Regions from separate parts of the Mus musculus genome. Here regions 1 and 3 are each linked to region 2. The links are chromatin contacts, called in public Hi-C and promoter capture Hi-C maps. All regions are on one chromosome and are shown on one strand. Each heading gives the region's core, a stretch centred on a gene start, on an enhancer-like site or on the middle of the called end of the contact. The rest is flanking DNA. Distances are from core to core; before and after follow the strand shown.

Evidence for each region. Promoter capture Hi-C pulls out the DNA fragments that hold promoters and counts their contacts. Hi-C and Micro-C count contacts between places; a contact is called where the count stands out from the background.
Region 1: a promoter capture Hi-C map of pre-B cells shows a contact between it and region 2, with 2.5 times the contacts expected there. The contact joins the promoter of Polr3a here to the promoter of 5830448L01Rik in region 2.
Region 3: a Hi-C map of CD4 T cells shows a contact between it and region 2, with 8 times the contacts expected there. The contact joins the promoter of Ddhd1 here to the promoter of 5830448L01Rik in region 2.

Annotation. Positions count from the first base shown.
Region 1 is chr14:24,483,695-24,488,473 of GRCm38.p6, forward strand. Polr3a (polymerase (RNA) III (DNA directed) polypeptide A) reads right to left here and starts at 3,364. Exons shown (of 31, transcript NM_001081247.2): 1 at 3,179-3,364; 2 at 693-828; 3 at 424-561. The coding sequence starts at 3,222.
Region 2 is chr14:34,672,632-34,676,961 of GRCm38.p6, forward strand. It overlaps 5830448L01Rik (RIKEN cDNA 5830448L01 gene), which reads right to left and starts at 2,037. Exons shown (of 1, transcript NR_165636.1): 1 at 340-2,037. Wapl (WAPL cohesin release factor) reads left to right here and starts at 1,297. Exons shown (of 19, transcript NM_001004436.4): 1 at 1,297-1,729; 2 at 4,323-4,330.
Region 3 is chr14:45,656,878-45,660,985 of GRCm38.p6, forward strand. Ddhd1 (DDHD domain containing 1) reads right to left here and starts at 1,266. Exons shown (of 14, transcript NM_001042719.2): 1 at 345-1,266. The coding sequence starts at 1,134. Mir5131 (microRNA 5131) reads right to left here and starts at 1,176; the gene lies at 1,084-1,176.

The sequences.
Region 1 (4,779 bases), core at 2,114-4,613, about 10 Mb before region 2:
TGTCTGCTTCTTGAGTGCTAAGGTTCCAGTATATGTTACGCCTAGCTTAGCACGGCTTGCGATGAATAAACTACCACTTTCAGTTGGGCAGATTTTTTTTTTCTTTTAACATGTATTTATTTCAGTGTGAGCTACAGCTTATGTGTGAAGATCAGAGGACATTAGGAGTCAGCTCTCTCCTTCAACAGCGCGGGACCTGGCAAGTGACTCAGGTGCTCAGACTAGCACCAAACGCCTTACCCAGTAAGCCATCTCTTCTGCAGCTATTGCTTTCTCAAGGGAAACAGAACATTAGAGAATCTGTAAGGAATTTAACATAATGCAAGATTGCAATACTATGGGCACAGTATAGAAACTTCTGGATATACCCCTCCTCAGCCACAGTTCCTGGGTTCCCTCCAGTGTCCCTGACCCCTCGCTCACCTGTAAGATACCAATGACAGCCCTGAAGTACCCGACATGAAAGCACGGTAGCTCGAGATCAATGTAGCCATAGTGGCCGAGACAGTCCGCCAAGTTCTTCCCACAGGTCTCACAAGGACGATCTTTTTCGCTCGTACCCTTTGGAGGAAAGAACACCCAGCCATTGGTGGAGAGCACAAGAAAGGGGCCCAATCTTCCTAACTCACAGCCAGCTGGGACCAACGATTTCACGTGTCAACTGTGGAACACTGGGAGGGACAGGGCCTTACCATTCTATGGTCAAGCACTCCATACAACAAGGGGGCGTGGTTGTTGTCTTGGCTGTACAGGTTCTTACTGACAACCTGGATATGTGCCTGCTGGCGCATCTCCTCAGGGGACTTCATTCCAAAACAGATATGGCTTCTGCAGTGGGAACAAACCAGAGAAAGGTATCAAAGCCCATGGATCTAGGCACACATGGACACAACCAAAACCACCCTGCCCTCTGACTCCTGGACAGGCTCGTTCCACCAGACCCAGACAGAGTTTAGTAACTGGGTCTTCAACCCTTTATCCTACGGGAAAGAGTTTCAATTTTCCCTCATGAGACGTTATTGCTCTCAAGGTCACTCCCTTGGTGGGCAAGCTAGTGATGAACCTATCTTTCTCAGTCTGGACTTGCTTCCTTATCTCTGCTTTCAGGTTCCCTACACCTTCAGTGCCCCTCTCCTCTCAGTATATTCTCCTTTTTGGGGGGAGGAGGAGGGTTGAGGCAGGGTTTCTCTGTGTAGCCTATAGTCTAGGCTGGCCTCGAACTCAGAAATCCGCCTGCCTCTGCCTCCCAAGTGCTGGAATTAAAGGCGTGCTCCACCACCACCCGGCCTATACTCTCCTTTACTGTCTTCATTTAGTCCTTTTGGGTCTTTTGAGGTATCTTCTTCCACTGCTATCATTTGCATATTGGACACCCCCCCCCCCCACCATTCTGGGTGCCACCCTTCCTCCTCTTCATTGCACAATCCTCCCAGGGATGCCCTTTGTTTGTATATATAGACGTCTTCGAAATCTCTTTACGTCAGCCACCTCTAGTTGACTGGGCATGGGCATCTCCAACTCAGAATATCTGAAAAGTTACATCTAGATCAAACGTGTGCAGGCTTCCTCCCCTTTGCCATTTTCTAAGAAACACAAGCAAGTAACAACTTACATGGACAAAGAGTTCATCTAGAGATACTGTGCTGCTTTGAATAAAAGACTTTATCTGTTTGGAGTTGGGGTAGGAGCACTAACTGTTCATAAAAGATAGAGAGAATTAAAATAACATGGGATGATGGTACAGTCTGATGGGACACCAGGGTCTGGTCAGAACACCTCTCTGCAAAGGTGATCTTCCAGCTGAATTCTAAGTCAGACAGAGCAAATAGGAGAATGAAGATAGGAAGCAGAAGGTAAAGATTCCTTGGCCCACAGGCACTGGGCATCACCAGAGAATCACAGGCAAGCGGCACAGACAGCTAAGGGTACAAGATGAGCCCAGTAAGGCCTGCAGGGGCCAGGGCTTGGGATTTAGGAGGGAATCAAGTGTCAGCATTACCAAGAGCTGCTGGAAGATCCAGGTGACAGAGATCTAGTTTGCATCTGAAATGAAGGGTCTTGCTCTGTAGCTTGGGCTAGCTTCAAACTCCTGACTGCCTGCCTTGGCCTGAGTGGCATAACTATTGGCTTGTGGCTCTGCATCCCTGGGCTGCTGTGTGAGGATCCTTTCATGTGAATAGGGTGCGTGTGAAGGACTGAGATGGTGGACTGAGAACAGTCGGAGGTCACCCAGGTGACACCTGTCCCAGTGAACAGTAACACAGAGTTCCTCCAGTCTCATTTTTCTTACCTCTGTCTCTGCTTCTCTCTTCCATTTTATGCCCTATGCCCCTTTAAGTTCACTTCTCTCCAAAGTCCCCACATCCACCTCAGAGCCCTGGACCCAGCTCAAGTCACCATCATTGCCAGTCTAGATCCCTGCCATGGCCTCAAACTCTGTCCTGGCCAAACACTCCAAAAGTCTGACACGCCTTGCAAGACTCACATAGTGTAAGTCCCCTGCTTCACGTCTATCAGTCTACCTTGTCCCTCCAGTACGTGTTTTAAAAGGAGCCTGGTCTGCACCGAGCCCAGACTTATTCATTACTTGGTGCTCTCAGTCTCCTCTCTGCTGGTCGTTGCATTTGCCACAATCATGGCTGATTTGTCTACTCTACAACAGACCAAGCAGAAAGACTGCATTCTGCGGGACCTTTAGTGCACAACACTGTCCTCAGTACATTCTCTTATGTAAGTTGAAGAAGCAAAAAGATCCGCCTTAGCCTCCCCCCCCCCCGCCAAAAAAAAAAAAAATCAAACAACCAGGGCTTAATAATTAAGCTTTGAAACAGAGAGCCCAGAAGAGCAGCTTGGTTTCTGAGCCTGCCACTTTCTAGCTGACAACCTTGAGTCAGCACACAACTGTGTCCTCGTGCCAGAGGAAGAGGTCCGCTGAGAGTAATCAGCGCAGGGATTCAGGAGGTGGCATCTTCGCCCAGAATGCCCGTTCTGACACTGTTCCGTCCATTGCACTTTCCCCGCTATACCTCACGGATCCCCCACCCCCCACCCCAGGATCTGAAATCCCATCCTGGAACTTTTTTCTTCGCTCCCTTAACAACTGTCCCTCTCCTGGGACACTCTGGGACCCGGGACCTCAGCCTCCACCTCACCCCCACCCCTTCGGGGGCGTCCTTACATTTTCTTAGCCACATCCGTCTCGCGGAACTGCTCCTTCACCATGGTGCCGGCTGGCCGGACGCCCTTCTCGGAGCTGCGACTACAAAAACCACTGTCGCCGCACCTTCCCGGGGTGCTTAGGTATTTAGGAGTAAGGAAGCTGCAGCAGCCTCCCCGGCCACCGTAGAGCGCCGCACGTGCCGCTTCCTCTTCCGCCGCCGGACTTTATGAAGAGAGGCTTGGCAGACGCTGCTTTGAGCCCTCCTTCTAGATCGCCATCTAGCGGCTCCTTCACGAAAATGCACCTAGGCCGCGCAGATCAGTGGGGGAAAATGGCTTTTTCAGGTGGGTTTCTCAAAACAGCAGAAGAGGCCGGGCGTGGTGGCGCACGCCTTTAATCCCGGCACTTGGGAGGCAGAGGCAGGCGGATTTCTGAGCTCGAGGCCAGCCTGGTCTACAGAGCGAGTTCCAGGACAGCCAGGGCTACACAGAGAAACCCTGTCTCAAAAACAAAAACAAAAACAAAAAAACAGCAGAAGAGACGGATGGACCGCTTTTTTTGTTTGTTTTTTTTTTTTGTTTTTTGTTTTTTGTTTTTTGTTTTTTTGTTTTTTTGTTTTTTTGTTTTTCAAGGCAGGGTTTCTCTGTGCAGCCCTGGCTGTCCTGGAACTCGCTCTGTAGACCAGGCTGGCCTCAAACTCAGAAATCTGCCTGCCTCTGCCTCCCGAGTGCTGGGATTAAAGGCATGCGCCACCACGCCCCGCAGTTTTGTTTTTTTTTTTTTAAATCTCAAGGTCAAAAAGTTACATCAAATAGAAAAAAAAATCAAACAAGGACCGGCGCGCGCGTGTGTGTGTGTGTGTGTGTGTGTGTGTGTGTTGTTGTTGTTGTTGTTGTTTCCTGAGAAAGGCTCTCCATATATAGTCCCGACGGGTACTGAATTTGCCATCCTGTCTCCATACTCTCAGTGCTCAGTTACATCCCACCTGGTATAAATAAGTAAATTTACATATCTATTTACATACTTGTGTACAAACATATATACAAACACATATAAACACGCTTATTCTTACACAGCATATGTAATATATATGTATGGTTCGTTTTGAATTGTGTGTTTTGTAAATAGATGCAACAAAAACCCACCCAACCCTTCAGCTCTCCAAGGAGAGAAAGAACGGTCTATTAAAAACTGCCAGAAGCCGGGCGTGGTGGCGCACGCCTTTAATTCCAGCACTCGGGAGGCAGAGGCAGGTGGATTTCTGAGTTCGAGGCCAGCCTGGTCTACAGAGTGAGTTCCAGGACAGCCAGGGCTACACAGAGAAACCCTGTCTCAAAAACAAAACAAAACAAAACAAAACAAAACCAACTGCCAGGCCACCACTAAGAACAGTAGAAGACAGCTCCCAGCAGCAAAGCCTTGCTAGGTTTTAGGGACTTATATGGCTGGAGTGGGGCCAGCTCAGAAAATCCCGGTGGTTAGCATGAGAACTCTGTTGGGCAGGGAGGAGACTGACAGATACAGCCAGGAGCCTTCAGCCAGCTGTTAAGGGCTTCTGAGAAATGCTTTAAGTCTGTTTCCTAGCAAGGTCTGGTGGGGTCCAGACCATCACTTTAAAA
Region 2 (4,330 bases), core at 787-3,286:
GAGGGAGCTTGAAATTTGAGGAGTCTTTAAAAGCAAATCTGGCAGAAGAGGTTGTCTTTTCACTAAAAGCAATTAGTAGTTTTCTAATTTCTCAGATGAGTCTCCATTAGCTGCAAGGCCAATGACTGACCACTCACTTCTCCTAAGGGAAACTGTTTTAGAAAGCTATTTTCTCATTGAAGGTTTAAAATAAAACCTCTCCAAGTTTCTCAACCAGGTGATTCACTGACATGAAAAAAAGTCTCTGCAGAAGAAAACTTAAAAATACTCCGTCCATCATTCACTACCTTCTTGTCCGGGACTAGTTAGTTGAAAACCCAAACCAAAACAAACAATCCGTCCCCCCCAAACCAAAACTTTATTATGAACAATTTGAGACATAAATACTGGTATGATAGCATATGTGTACATATCCCACAGCTCCAACATCGAAGGACATCCTCAGTTAATTTATTCCCTTCTTTCCCAGTTTCCAGAGGCTTAGTCTAAAACAAAATAAACGTATTGGATCATTTTACCTATCAACACTTTAGTGTGTGTGTGTGTGTGTGTGTGTGTTTTAAATTTAAAGCCACATTACCGTAAGCACGTTCGATAAGGATGACGATAATTCCTTAGTAACATAAAATACTCGGGGAGCGGGGGTGGGGTGGGGGTGTGGGGTGTCATTGCTAACAGGTAGGGGACAGAACTCCGTAGTGGGGACTGAACAAGAAAGGAGAGAGAGGATGAAGTGGCCGGCTGAAGCGGATCCCGGCTGCGAGGAGACCAGCACCCGACTGCTCCAGGTTTCGCTGCTCGTTTACCTGCGTTGGCTCTCTCGCACCGTCAGACCAGGTCAAAGGCGGCCCCAAGTTCCCCGCCTCCAAGGTCCGGGCGGTGGCCCAGCAGGCTCGGCGCAGCTGCACAAGTCTCTGTCCCTAGACACCGGAGGGTCCCTGGAGGGGAAACGATTGACACAGCTGCCTGCACTGTGCCGCGAGCCTTCCCGCGCTGCACCTGCGTCTCGTCGCGTGGCTAGGAACTGGGACTGGCTCCGGAGTCGGTGAAGTCCAGCAGGCCCTTAGCCAGAACCTATACCGTTCGCCAGCTCCGGAACCGGGCTTTAGACACCAGGACCTTGCGGAAGAGAGAACTACAACTCCCGTCGGGCCACGCGGTCCGACCAATGGTGGTAGCCGGCGCGTGCGGGGCGCGGCGCCTGCGCGGCGGTTTGAGTAAGAGGCCGTACGATTGGCTGCGGAGTCGGGCGGCCGCGCGGGGCCTGTGGGAAGCGGAGTGACGGAGCGAGCGGCTGTTGGAGGAAGGAGGTGGGGGGCCGGGAGCGCAAATGGCGTTGAGATGGTTCAGGGCCCTGTTCAAACTCCAGCGCTGACCATTCACCGGCGGAGGCGGCGGCGCAGAAGGCGGCGGCGGCCCAGCGGGGGCACGTAGCGGGCTCGGCACCGGCGGCGGCCGCCAGGGAGGCCTAGGCCCTGTCCGGCCGGCGCGCCTGAGGTGGGGAGGGAAGTTGCGGGGCCGCCGCTCACCCCCCACCCCCCCTGTCGCCCGAGCTTCCTATTTACCGAAGCGGAGCCGCGGACTGTGACGGCAGCAGAGCCCCTCGCCCCTCTCGGTGGCACCGGTCGGCACTGGTCTCTCGCGCGGGGCTCCCGCGCCCGCCCGCGGGCCGTTGGGAGCCGGAGAGGCGGAGGCGGCCCGAGGCCAAAGCACCCGCCAGGCGCCGAGGGTAAGTGAGGTCTCGGGCGGCTGCCTAGGCCCGGAGTGAGTTGGGGCGGGTGGAGGCGGCAGGGGCGGCGCGAGGCTCGTTGCTCACCTGGCTTCTAAGGAAGTTGGGCACCGGAGGATCGCAAGAAACTCTTTCCCTTCCCACCTCTTAATTTTGCCTTTTGAGTTCTTCTCCGGCTACTTGATTTGACTTCTCTTTTCCAAACCCGGTCCGGTTGATTTGAGTCCCGAATTCTTTTTCCCCGTCGTCTCCTCCGCCTCTAGCCGTCACCGAGAGGCCTTGCTTCGGGGACTCGGTAGCAGAAGCTTCCGGGGCGTCCGAAGCGACATCCCTTTCCTAGGCTGTGGGGGTTGGGAGGAGAAAAGTTGCGTGAGTGTCCAGCCCGAGGGGTGTCTCGGCTCCAGCCTCCGGGCGCACTCGCAGCCTCAGGTGAGGGTTTCTGTTTGCCCATTCCACTCTCCTCTCTTTATTGAAGCCCCCCTAATGCATTACCTTGGGTGTCTTTCCTGGAAGTGGCTAGGTTTCTTTACAGCTTCAGTGTAAGGAGGTTGGTTGGTTGTTTTGTATACCCTTTCCCTAATTTAAATCGCAGTGCACTTCCATCAAAAGTCAGCTGGGCTTTGGGATGAAGCGAAGGCCTCCCAAATCGAAAACAATCAGTTGTGAACCTTCTTTTCCTTTTTAGTTAGGACTGTTGGTGAAATTTGAAGCCAGAACAAGATAGTGTGTCTGAAATGTGCGTAAAACGTCATGCCAAATATATATGCTGAATTTGTACATATGTTAAGCTTAGATAATGCCATCGCAGTAGTCTGCTGACTTTTTAAAATGGACGTTATGGAAAACAGTAAAAGCAATCACGTAACTCTTGTACTCATATCTCCTGGATTCTGTACATAATAACTCAACCATATTTTCTAATCAGTACGCTCCCCATTCCTTAATATTAAAAAAATCACTGATATTTCATCAATATTTAATGATGTTAATACATCAGCGAATATTTCTGAGACGTGATCTTTTAAAAATACAGTTGTCTTATTACTTAGCTCAGTATCATATATTCATTTGCAGATCTTAATCTTGCACAGTGAATGCTTTACTGTTTTTTACGGTGAGTTTTTCAGATGTCATAAAGAAGATCAAGTCTAGATTTTTTTTTTTTTTTGGCTTTAGTCAGCATTTTTAGATGATTGCCATGTATGTGTGCCCAAAACATTCCAACTTTGTTGGAATGTATATATGTGTGTAGGTCTGCGTGTCTGTAGTCAGCTTAAAGAAATGACTTTTCTTGCCTTTGGCAGCTGCCCAATTACACTTGGTTTTGTTTAATAGGCTATACTTAACAAGAAAGACAATGAAGCTTGTTAGTGTTCAGAACTACAAAATGGAAACTCTCTGAGGAAAGCTAAAATTTCTTTTAGCACAGATGTGTACGATGACTAAATTATTATTTTATCTGATCAGAGTTGTTTTCCTTTCAAACATTAGGGTGGTGGTGAGTTGTCTTCTGAATATTTGCTGAACTAAATTGGATAGTGATTCGTTAAGTTATAAGAACTTAATAGAAATACTAAAAGTGTAGCTCAAAAATATTTGAAAATATAAGTTAAATATTATTCTTATTGTAAGTTTCCAAGTAATGAAGATTTTCCAAGCCCTTAAGTAATTGCTTACCTTCCCCCTAGAATTGATAAATTGATATTTAAACTGCAGAAGGCCAAAGTGTTAAGAAATGGATAATGATTGATTGTGCTATAAAAGCACTATACCTTATATTTTTTAAAGTGTTTGATTTTTTTTTTTGACTTTTCTTGTAAAATTTTTTCAGTATATTTTTGGGTAAATCAGGTAAATGAGTTTGTAAATTGAAGAGGAAAATCAAGGCTATATATTTCTATTTTATAATAATAAATCATGTACCTTTGTAAAATGGAGTTCTCCAACTTCAGAAAGATGTTACTCAGCAATGAGATACAGGAAGTAGAAGAATGGTTTCTTGAGTTTAGGGAGATGACCATTGAAGGAGCTTTTTAAAGTCAGTTAAAATCACTTTAGTCTAAGAATCAGAATCTTTAAGCTTGGGTAGAAGCTACAGATTGTACTCTATGAGAAAATAAGTTTTTCTAACCCTTTATGAGGAGCTGTAAAAATGTCAAAGAACTAAGTTTGGCCAACTGACATTGTTTAGATCCTGGAAAACTTAATATATTGTGACTAAAGATTTTGTTTTTGGGTGTTTACACTATTCTGATTAAGTTGTGTATGAAGATATGGAATTTGCATGTTTTAAGTTAGATTTGTAGGTATTGCATTGTGAGTTGGTTAGTAGTAAGCTTTTTTTTTTTAAACATTGTAAGTTTCATATGAATATGTCCTTATTGTAAAAACAAGCCAAAACACCACCAAACCTGATGTATGGAAGTAAAGGATGGAAAACGAACCTCTTCAGCTCACTTATTCAGACTAGTTTCAAAGTTTGTGTGCTGAATGTTGAAAACTATATAAGGAAGTCCTAGGGTCTTATTTTTATAGAGTGCTTAAAACTTGTTAAAAATTTGCTGATTATATTTTCTTAAATTTCTTTTCACAGGGAATATG
Region 3 (4,108 bases), core at 16-2,515, about 11 Mb after region 2:
ACAGGAGCTTCAGGAGACACGAGACCGAATCAGATATCCAGGTGGACAAAGCCCCTGGTACGGTCAAGAAACTAAAGCTACTGGCTTGGGGATCCGTTCCTGGATACCCTCCAGGGGATGGCAGCAGCACTCTACTCACCCAGGAGGCACAATCCCCGGCGGAATCCTCCCCTCCTGACCCCGCTAGCAGCTTGGGCGCTGCCATCTGCTCTTTTACCCTTCACCTGCCGAGGCACCCCGCGCAACCTGCATCCTAACCCGAGGCAGGCATCGCGGGGGCAACCGAACCCCCAAACGCCGTCCAGCGCGCGCCGAGCCTGGCCCGCCCCTGGCCAGCCACTTACGGTTCCAGTACACCGGGTAGCACTCTCCTTGAGTGACATCCACCTCGTAGAGGCCGCCGCGCACGCACACCGGCTCGATGGTCACCAGCTCCTCCATCTCCGGCTCAGGCCCCGCCGCGCGCGGGCAGAAGCCGCAGGCGCTGTCCTCCTCGTCTTCCTCCCCGAAGCTGGAGCTTGGGCCACACACCCGGTCTCCATCGCGGCCCGCCGCCCGGGCCTGGGCGCCCGTGGTCTGCAGCAGGGTCCGGAAGGCGAGCTCGATGCGCAGAGAGTCGTAGCCGATGAAGGGCTTCCAGGTCTTCTTGTCTTCCTTGTAGAACCAGCGCACCTCCTCGGGGCCCAGCTCCGTCACCACCTCGTAGCGGTGCCGGGCGGCTGCGCCGCCGGGCCGGGCGCGCTTCCTGTCCCCGGGGCCCCCTCCCGCCGCCCCGCCGCCCCCCGAGTTCTGGGCGACGAGCGGCGGCGGAGGCGAAGAAGAGCTGCCGCCGCCCGCGCTCTCGCCCTCGCTGTAGTAGCGCAACGACGAGCCGGACTCGGCCGAGCTGAAGTCGTAGGTCTCGTCGCTGAGGCACGGGTCCAGAGCCAGGTGGCTCAGGTCGTCGGCGCCCGGTGCCAGGTGCAGCGGCTCGGCGCGCAGCAGCGACAGCGGCACGCTGTCGCCCGGCTGGTGCTCGAAGCAGCAGCCGCCGCCGCCGAACACGCCCGCCGCGTCCGAGCCCAGCTCCCAGGCACCGCCGCCGCGGCCGTTACGCTCGGGGCTCCGTGGGGCGCCGCGGCCCGGGTAGTTCATGCCGCCGGCGCTTCCGCCACACGCGCATCCGACGCCGCCGCCCTCTCGGCCCGGACTTTATAATCTTTCAAATCCCGAGCAGGGCAGCAGCTGCGGCCGAGGCGACTCCGCCTCCCCGCCGGCCCCCGGCCGCCGCAGCGCCGTTCCGGGGCCCGCCCCATTGTTACGCAGCCCTGCGTGGGCGGGGCCACAGGGGCCCCGCCCCCAGCCGCGCGCGCCTCCCCGGAAGGCCCGAGGACTCTGCTGGAGCTCCCGTTTGGCGCTAGGCTGTACGTAGTCTTCCGCGCCTGGAAGCGGGGGTCAGACGGGGTCGCGGCGGTCTCGGCATCCGTGGAGCCCCTGCCTCACGACTTTCGACGCAGTGGCTCCGCCCCCTCGCTTCCACGCCCCTGGATGCCAGCCGCAGTGAGGCTCTCGCCCACTCATCTTTACACTTTCGGGTCATGAGCCCCGTGGGTGATTCAGCTGTATGCCCAGAGGGGCCCTGGAAGTTGCTAGCTCACGTTCCTGGCTTTAGGCCTGCTTTCAGCATCCGAAAGACCTGCTCGGTCACCTGGTTTGGCCCTTTCCCAACCTTCAGCCCATTCATACAGAAGGCACCCCACCTCTACGCCTGCTGCTCACCTGGGCACGACCACTCCCACTTACAAAACTGGCGTCCTAGAGTCACTGTGCCAGTTCTTTAGATTGCTTGCCCTCTTGTCCTTATGCTTCCTGTTCTTTCTGTAGTGCAGTAAGGCCTTGGATGGAAACCAAGTCCCTATGTCTTAGTCTTTTCCCACAGTCTGTGCGCATTCGATGTACCTTGGTTATAACTAACTGGTCTTGCCAGCCTTGTGTGGTAGATTATTAGACTGAAAGAGGAAAAAAAAAAAAACAAAAACCTAGGTTCTAAACTCAGCTTTGCCACCTCCAGGCAAGTCACTTAATCTCCTTTATCTATTTGTCTTATTCCTTGCTATAAGTAGGAGATCGTTGCACCGGACGGTCTCTAGTAATTCTATGGCTTTTAAGCCTTCCCAAGTTTGGTTTGGTTTTTGTTTTTAGTATAACTCTGATTCTGTAACTCACTTCCTGGTTTCAGGGAGACACGGAGGCTCTGTTATGTTAGACTTCCAAGACAGAGTAAAGAGAAGACAGAGACCAGAGTCTGACCTCAACAGATGGACAGTTTATTTCAAACAAAGAAGGAAAGACACTCTCCGGAGGGAAATGGGTGTCTTAGAAGGGAGTAAACTAGCTGGGGCCCTTTATAGAGGCAAGTGGGTGGCTTGGAAATGAAATTCTTGCAGCCATAGAGCTATGTGTCGGTCTATGATGTACCTTTCCTGGAATTATCTGTTTTATTAAAAGGCAGTTCATTTTGGGGAACAGGCTGCCCCAGCAGAGATTATTTGGACTGTGGCTGACTGATGAGTTTGGTCAAGGTCAGCTGTAACTTCATAGAAATCCTGTTTTATAGCTGAGGCACTCTGTCACCTCAGACCATTCTCTTAAATTGAAAAAAAAATTCATTTTATAAACCCATCCTATCTTGAGAAAACAATCTCCAATCTTGCTCTTACTTCAAGAACAGACAGTCTTCACTGTTAATGTTTACTTTGTGGAAACAGGTCAGTAGGGCAAGTTGTCTTGCTCTCAGGATGTAACCTGTCAGAGAGCCTTCAAAGTCATTATTTCAATCAGGCTCATCTCTGTTGTGCCCTGTGCTTTTGGAGGGATCTGTTGGAAGGCCCTGCTTTCTATGGGCAGATGATACTGTTGCAATTCATGATAAATAGAGGAACATGGGTGGTATTTTCTACCATAACGACTGGATTGGCTGGATAATCTTGCTCAGTGAGCAGTCTGTCCACTTGTACATTACAGCCCCACTAACAAAGCATCTGCATTTCTGCATCCCAAATTCTTTCCCAATGTCTCTATTAATAGTATGCAGAGTAAGAAATTGAGTATGAACTTTGAACTGTGTTTTATTCATGGAGGCATTGATCCACACTGTTCTGATAGTTACCCATGTACAGACACTTCTGTATGCTTCCGATGCCAAAGAGAACCAGGATCCTCTAGCTTAGGAGATGCTATATTAAAGTGTAATTAAAAGTGGTAGATACAGTGTCAAGTCTCAAACCCTGGGACAAATGGCTACGGTGCCTATTAATATCAAAGCAGACCTGACCTCCAGGTTCTCCCAGCATCCCTTAGTCCCTGCCTGTTACAGGATATGGCTGGCATACCCTGTCTTCTACCCCAGAACTCTCCAGCCCAGGGGCCAGGCTGCCCTTACCCAGGTGCCTCTTCCCTGTATAATCCAGCCATTTTGTACTTTAGTACATTTGCCTCTTTTGTACTTTTGACCTCTTAGCTACAGCACCCAGTTCTTCTCTCTCCCCCACACAGCCCTGCTCAGTCTGGTCACCTGGTCCTCTGGACTCTACCAGATGTCTTTGTCTTATAGATATGTGAGAGAGCATAGATATGTGGGAGAGCGGAGCCATAGACATGCTCTCCCACATATCTATAATAAACTTCCTCCTCCACCATATCTAAGAGCAGCCATGTCCTTTCCTTTCCCTCCCTCCCTTCCTCCCTCCTTCCCTTCCTTCCTACCTACCTTCCTTCCTTCCTTCCTTTTTAATCAAGACATTTAAAATGTCTTCCCATTTCTTGGCAGGATGTAGTCCAAGTATTTCCATGCTAATAATCAGTTGTGGTTTTGTTTTGTTTGCTTTTTTTTAGCAGTTTTTTTTAAAAAAGATTTATTTATTTATTATATTTATGTACACTGTAGCTGTCTTCAGACACTCCAGAATAGGGCTTCAGATCTTGTTCCAGATGGTTATGAGCTACCATGTGGTTGCTGGGATTTGAATTCAGGACCTTCAGAAGAGCAGTCAGTGCTCTTAACTGCTGAGCCATCTCTCCAACCTTTTTTTTTAAAGCAGTTTTAACTCTTAAAGATGACATCATTTTT